Regions from separate parts of the Mus musculus genome. Here region 1 is linked to region 2. Evidence: chromatin contacts called from public Hi-C data. All regions are on one chromosome and are shown on one strand. The core of a region is the stretch at or near the end of the contact, and the rest is flanking DNA. Distances in the headings are between cores, read along the strand shown.

What was found. Hi-C and Micro-C count contacts between places; a contact is called where the count stands out from the background.
Region 1: a Hi-C map of the N1E-115 cell line shows a contact between it and region 2, with 3 times the contacts expected there. The contact joins two enhancer-like sites.

Annotation. Positions count from the first base shown.
Region 1 is chr10:20,288,289-20,292,072 of GRCm38.p6, reverse strand. No RefSeq gene overlaps it. Among named protein-coding and RNA genes, the nearest start is that of Gm48249, 3.5 kb to the right of the region's middle. Within about 2 kb of position 1,467, at least 66 of the 459 cell types and tissues checked have an H3K27ac peak or open chromatin away from gene starts, as enhancers often do. A contact at or near this core is called in the N1E-115 cell line, where this site is marked.
Region 2 is chr10:20,074,595-20,078,144 of GRCm38.p6, reverse strand. Map3k5 (mitogen-activated protein kinase kinase kinase 5) reads right to left here. Exons shown (of 30, transcript NM_008580.4): 12 at 1,614-1,663. Among named protein-coding and RNA genes, the nearest start is that of Map7, 95 kb to the left of the region's middle. Within about 2 kb of position 1,289, at least 104 of the 459 cell types and tissues checked have an H3K27ac peak or open chromatin away from gene starts, as enhancers often do. A contact at or near this core is called in the N1E-115 cell line, where this site is marked.

The DNA.
Region 1 (3,784 bases), core at 218-2,717, 210 kb before region 2:
CTTTTGTTTGAAAATGTAGTTAACCTAGAAGAGCCTGAACAAAGAAGAATGGATGGGGTGGACTCATTCCACTTAGGTCTTCTCTCTCCCTCTCACTCTCTCTCCCTCCCTCCCTCCCTCCCTTTTCCTTCCTTCCTTCCTTCCTTCCTTCCTTCCTTCCCTTTCTTCTCCGAGACAGGGTTTCTCTGTGTAACAGTCCTGGTTGCCCTGGAACTCACTCTGTAGACCAGGCTGGTCTCAAACTCATAGGCACCCACCTGCAGCCAGCATTGAGTCTTACTATGAACTAAAGTTACATTTAAGTGTGTTAATGATTTAAGTATGGACAAATAGTTCCACAACCAGAATAGATAGCGTAGAGATTGTCCCATGCATGTAGGATCAAGAGGCTTCTAAGTTGACAGACAATTAAATGGAGAAATTAAATGAAACTGTTCTGAGCACACAGTGCTGTCTACCAGGATTGCTGTGTCCTGGTTAGTTTTTAATGTCACCTTGACACTAGCTAGTGTCATCTGAGAGGAGGGAACCTCAACCGAGATCAGGCAAACCCATAGAGCGTTTTTATCTTGAATATCATCTGCAGTCATTTGGACAGTAACCTATGTGATTTACTACAGTTATGTATTTCATTGTACACATGTCAATTTGTCATAAGTTGTTGCTTAGATCTTCCTGATGTGGTTTATATTTTAAGCTTTATGTATCCCCTTATTATGGTCACTCAAAAGGGGTTATCAGCTGGATGTGGTAACTCATGTTTATAACTTCAGAACTTGGGGGGGGGGGGTTGAGGCCAACCTAGGCTACAGTGTTAGTTCTAGACCATGTAGGAGTATATACGCAGACCCTGTCACAAACACTAACAAACAAAAGAGGGATTGAAGCAATCGAAATGATAGAGGTAGAACACTCAGTGTCCACAGGCGGCTCCGGTCTTCCCAGCATTTACAGGGAATTTTTGTTTGTTTGCTTTAACATTTACTGCAATTCCACTGACGATTCACAGAGATTCCTGGGAGGAAACCCTGAGACAAGGCCCAGGGCCTGTCAGGAAACTTGCCTTCCAACTCAGGTGGACAAGAACCAAGGGCTTTGTCTATGAGAAGGTGAACAACTGCCCATAATACAGGAAGGGAGGTCCGACCCTAATCCTGCCTTCCTCTCCCCGAGAAACTGCTGACATTTAAGCCACAGCAGCAGAAGAGGCAAAGATAATTGGACAGTGTGCACCTGCCTGTCTGCTCGTACATTACAGGCGGTGAGTTGAGTTTGAGACGAATCCTTTTGTCAGTCGTGGGAAGCTAAGGATCCCCTCTGGGTAAATTGAGGGGACCCTCTCTGAGCATTGTAGCCCAGCTAGATCAAAATTAGGGGAGCAGAAGCCCTTATACTGGGCAGCCTCAGTGAGGATCGTGTCTACCGGAAAGGGTAGCAAGCTAATTCAGGGAATGAAGATGACCAGACTCAGCCGCTGAAAACGGACTGAACTATCGTCCTAGTAGCTCACTGCCGCCACCTCCTGGAGATGTAGGGACTTAGCCGTGCTGTTCAATTAGGTTTTTTTGTTTTGTTTTCTTTTGTTTTGTTTTTTTTAAAATAAATCCCATTGCCATTCTCATAACTGGCAATTAATATTGACACAAACAATAACATTTATCATTTTAAAATATTATATCTGGTGGCTAAAATACTACATTCTTTTTTATTTCATTTTTTAAAGAAAAATAGTTAACTACCCAGGGTCCCATTCTGCTCCCTCAATGTCTGCAGTTTAATACGATTTTTTGTATAAGATAAATTACAAGGAAAAAAGAGCAATATTTCCGCTTACCAGAAACCAGTTACTATAATGTACACTGCAGGTGTTCTATTTGGTGTTGTTTTTTATTTGTTTTGATAAGTTCTTACTCTGTAGCCCAGAAGGGATGCAAACTCTAGGTACTCCTGTCTCAACCTCCTGAAGGCTGGATTACAGGTCTGTGTCACCATTCCCACAGAAAACAAAATCTGGTTGTCGGCTTTGAGTGTGTGTGTGTGTGTGTGTGTGTGCGCGCGCGTGTGCGCATGCACAAGCAATCCCGTTTCAGTGCTGTGTGCATGCTTATGTTTACACATCCACGCATGTGCATGCATATGCACATAAAGACCCAAAGCTGATGTCAGTATCTTCCTCTACTATTCTCCACTGTTTTTACCGAGGCAATGGTCCAGACTGAACCGGCCGGAGCTTGCGGTTCTAGCCAGGCAGCTTCCTCTAGGCAAGCTCGCGCTTTATCCACTGAGCATCTGCCCAACCCTGGTTTCATTTATTTGTAACAGTGTAGTTCAGACTGGCATCAAACTCACTGTGTGGGCCAAGGATAAGCTCAAACTTTTGATTTTGCAGCCTCCACCATGCCCAGCTGTGTATATATATATATATATATATATATATATATATATATATAACCCATTTATAATGATACTAAGAAATAACAAAGATCTAACAATCTAAGAAAAGGTATGAGCCTTCTATACAGGAAACTAAAGTTCTGTGAGCTGAGAGAGAAATTAAAGAACATTTCACCATGACCGAAGCAACTCGAGGAAGAAAGGGTTTATTTGGCTTATGTTTCCATAGCACTGTTCATCATCAAAGGAGGCCAGGACAGGAACTCAGACAAGGCAGGATCCTGGAGGCGGAAGCTGATGCAGAGGCTGTGGGGGGTGCTGCTCACTGGTTTGCTAGTCATGGTCCGTTCAGCCTGCTGTCTGTAGAATCCAGAACCACCAGCCTAGGGATGGAGTAGGGTAAAAGGGCCAAAGGGTGGGGGGGCACTTTGACCCTGACTTGATCCCAAGACCAGGGCCAAGAAACAAGAGCCCACCAATCCCTGAGCACAAAAACCCCATCCCTGAGCATACACACACACACACACACACACACACACACACACACACACACACACACATCTCATTGATCCCTGAACAGGAAACCCCACCAATCCCTGAGCTCAAGACTAGGAACTGAAACCCCACCAATTCTCACCCTGGAAATCTCCCCGCCTCCCCACCCACCCCATCCCCACCCCAAGAAGCCATATATAAAGCTTGAGTTCTGCTCAGTACTTGGTTGCTTCTATCCCCAGTATTGGCAGTCTTCTGGTCTTTTCCTCCCAATAAATCTCTCGTGTGAGGTTTGTTGTGTGGTATGACTGTGGCATTCCTTGGCTTCCTACTGCCAGGATACCTCTCCAAGGAGAGCTATAATACCTTTTGCTTGGTAAACCTCCTCCTGTTGGAAGAGCTGAAACGCTTCTGTAGGGGAAACCTTTCCCTTCAAAGCTACTACAGATGAAACCTTCCATAGTGGGCTGGACCCTTCCGCATTGATCACTAATTAAGAACAAGCTGAACAGCTGAATCTTACGGAGTCATTTTCTCAATGAGGCTCCCTTATCTCTGTTGACTCTAGCTCTGTCAAGTTGACACAGAACCGGCCAGTACACCTGAGCAGGTCTGTAGGGCCCTGACAAAGGAAACTGGTAATCCCGGGTACCTACCACACATGGATTCTAAAGCTGGCTCTGGCTGGGGTCTGTTGTGACACTCCAGGTTCCTAGCATTTCTGAGCTGTAGTTTCACTTAAAAATGGTAACTGACTCTCCTAAAGCCTACCTTAAAATGGTGAAAATTCGGGCTGGTGAGATGGCTCAGTGGTTAAGAGCTCCGACTGCTCTTCCTAAGGTCCCGAGTTCAAATCCCAGCAACCACATGGTGACTCACAATCATCCGTAACAAA
Region 2 (3,550 bases), core at 40-2,539:
TCACCATGGCTAGACTTTATTATTTTCCAAGATTTAAAAAAAGACTGTCATCATCATCTCAGGCCAGGTGAGCCCTCCCCTACCCTAGCTACCCTATCTCTACTCCAGGAAGAAAGGCTTTGTGCTCTCGGCTCTAAATGCATTTCTAGTAAGCCATTGCTCACCTCACACCACACCATCACTGGTTGTTCCCCTTCCCATCTGACTGCAAATTATTCAAGAGGACTTGCTAGCTTCGCCACCTATAAATCTCTAGCAGAATAGGACTCAATATGGTACACAGGTGGTGCTCAATAAATGCCACTGACTTGAGCTGGGTACATGGGTGATGCCAGGCAAACTGTAGAGCTGGTTGGGTTGTTCCTCGGTTTGTCACTCTTTCTTTATAGAGGAGGAAGCCAGGTAAAGGTGACAGTCTTTGAAGTTACAAAGCAGAACCAGCAATCACCAGATGGCAGGAGGTATGCTATGTACACGCCGTGAGTCACGAGAACGGTAAGGATGGGCTGCCAGGCCTAATTAACAAGGGCTAATTCATTGTAAAACAGCTCTGTTGAGGTGGAATGGAAATGCAGAGCAACTATAGTGGAAGGACTGTTGAAGAAGGCAGCAGTAAGTCAGGAGCACCTTGCTGACGAGTGCTTTAGCAGTTGAATATTAAGCTTTTAGAGCTTTGAGAAGGTATTGATTGGAAAGACATGAGTCAGCCGCTTCATCTCGCTTGCTTCTATTCAATCACTCATGAGGTAACAGGTAGCTCTACCGGGGAAACTAAAATTATCTGTGACTCACTACTCTACCAGTTCATGCTCTAACAAAACCAACTACAGTCCTTGCAAAAGCAACAGGATATTGCACAACCCGCCTGCAGAAGTCTGTTTGTTGTCTCCCATTTCCATGGGGGTGGTGGGGGGGGGGTGGTGGTGGTGGTGGGGACAAACAGTAGTAAACAGAATTTGGTCTGAATGTTGAATGAGTCTAGAGACCCGGACTTCTAGACAACAAAGTTTCAAACACTTAACTGCTGACATTGGATTCTGACCCATAACCTTATTTCTAATCCCCAGGAGAGAGCACTTTTTTTTTCTTTTTCTGAGTCATTGGCATTATGACAAAGTTTTAGAACTGAACTGGCTTGTCACTGTGACCTCACAAACATAATTGCATCAACAGTAACCTTGGGGGAAAATTTAATGAATTTCCTATTTGTATGTCATCATTAATTCGAGTTCAGGGTGTAGCCTGGTTGATGTCCTGCAGAGCTTGGATCCACAGATCCTGGTAACACAAAGGTCAGGAAGCCATCTTACAGCCTTAACTAAAAGCTCAGCCAGCGGGAGAAGACCTCTACACGGCTCCCTTGTAGCCACATGCTGACTCCAGGCCACAGTTCACATTTACCCCGGAGTCACAAGCATGGGGTCAGCTCAAGGATCTATGATGGTGAGGCACCGTTCGCAGCAGGGAGAGAGGCTGAAGGCTGAGTCTTTATAACAAAGAACGGTTCTTGAAATGTTTTTCAAATTTAAATTATGATTTAATTTAATAAAATATGCTATGAATATCTCAGGAGCGTGTCTTCTAAGTACACCAAATGGCCCAGGGAGCCTTACCTCACTCCCCTGACAGAGGAAGCACCGAAGTTCCACTCGTGTATACCTTTCTGAAACACAGGAGAAGATGAGGAACAATGAATGGAAAAAAATCATAAAATCATTTAATATTATTATTTTTTAAAAACAAAGTTGTTTTCCTGATGTATATCTCCTCACGAGGCGATTATCTGACTGAGCCCACGAGGGTGATGTTTATTTAATAACACCTGTACTTCCAGACAACAGCTTTCAAAAACCCTGCAAGAATTACTGTCATGAAATTTAAACTTTAATTTTAGTTGTAACTGCTGTGCTTTAATTTTAAGTAAACACCAGAACGAAACAAAGCAACAACCCGGTGATCAGGGTAGCTGAGAGGCTACGGTAGCTCAGTGGCTCCAGCAAATAAGCTCATGTTCCTTTGGGCCAGCTGCCTGCTACCTTCCTTGCACTTGTGTGTTTGAGTTCACATGTATAGGGTTTGGAAGCACATGCGTGCAAATGCATGTGGCGGCCTCGGGACAACCTCGCCTGTCCCTCCTGATTTCTCCAGTGTGGTGCAGCTTTGCTCTTAGGCCCCACGGGCAGCTGTTTCCATGTCCCCAGGTTTGGGAGTGTGGGTGCACACTCCACTCCTGGGCTTTTAAAGTGCTGGTTCTGAGAATGGAACTCAGTCTCCACGCTTCTATGAAGCACATTACTGACCAAGTCATCTCCCCAGACTTAGCATATCTTTTCTGAGAGAGAAAATCAATCTGTATAGCCCAGGCTGGCCATGGACTTGCCATTGTTCGGTCTCAGCTTCTTGAGTGCTAGGATTCCAGAAGTACACCCCACAGCCAGCTTGGAACTAACTTTAGGTAGAAATTTCAACAAAACCTCTGTATCTTTTTATTTTTCATAAATTAATATGTGTGTGTGTGTATGTGTGTGTGTGTCAAAGTGTATCTGCATGTAGACTGTCCATTACAGCTCAAAGGAATTATTACATAATTTATGCAAAACTTAATTATTATGCTAATAATGTTTGGACACAAAAATTTGATTATTATGTGACACAAGTGATTCATAGAATTCATGTTTTAAAAACTTAAAATTTATCTCTCAACCATGACTAAAATATCCTAATTATTATCAAATAATTGTTCTTTAATCATTTTCCCTACATCTCCCAGACTGACATATATGTACAAGGTGAGCTTTTTACCTTAGCCTTCCTACCTGGTTTGGTGTGGGGCCTGAGTGCTAGTTCAGCTGGCCATGCGCTGTACCCTGGCTTTCAGTCCTTCCTCTTAGCAATAGCTAATTCCAAGGTGAACACCTTAATCACCTGCTCCCTGACTGAAGAAGGCGGCCAGATACTCTGCCATCAACATCAGTTTAGGGTTTTATTCGGTTTTCTATCAGCTTTATTCAGAACATCAACAAAGTTTTTTTTTTTTTTTTTTAAAGCTTTCCTAGAGAGTCCTATAAAAATGAACCGTCAGGATTCAGTTTCTTTTTGAACTTGCCGATCAGATGCTGAAATCCAATGGGCTCCCTTTACAAGGCTCCAGTAGATGGTTCTTTATTTAGGAGTCTGACAGCCAATTGGAGCGAACTTATCCATCAACAGAACTCTGTCTGTAAGAGCGAAGACCCAGCGGATGACTCTGAACTTACACTAGGCAATGAAAATTGTCTCAAGCTCATCTACTAAACCAGCGAGTGGCCTTCCATCTTGTGACTGACAACAGTGACAAGACTGTCACCCACGCCATCACCAACTAACACCCATGCCAGAGCCTGCCTGGGAGTCTTTAGAAGTCTCTCCTGCTTGATCTCTTCCTTCAATAACAGCGAAACTACCCTAATTATTTTCTTAATTATTTTTTTACCCTCTGTAAAAGTTATAACAGACATTGAAAAATCATCAAATGTTTGACCACAGCATGCAATTAATAGTATGATATGTA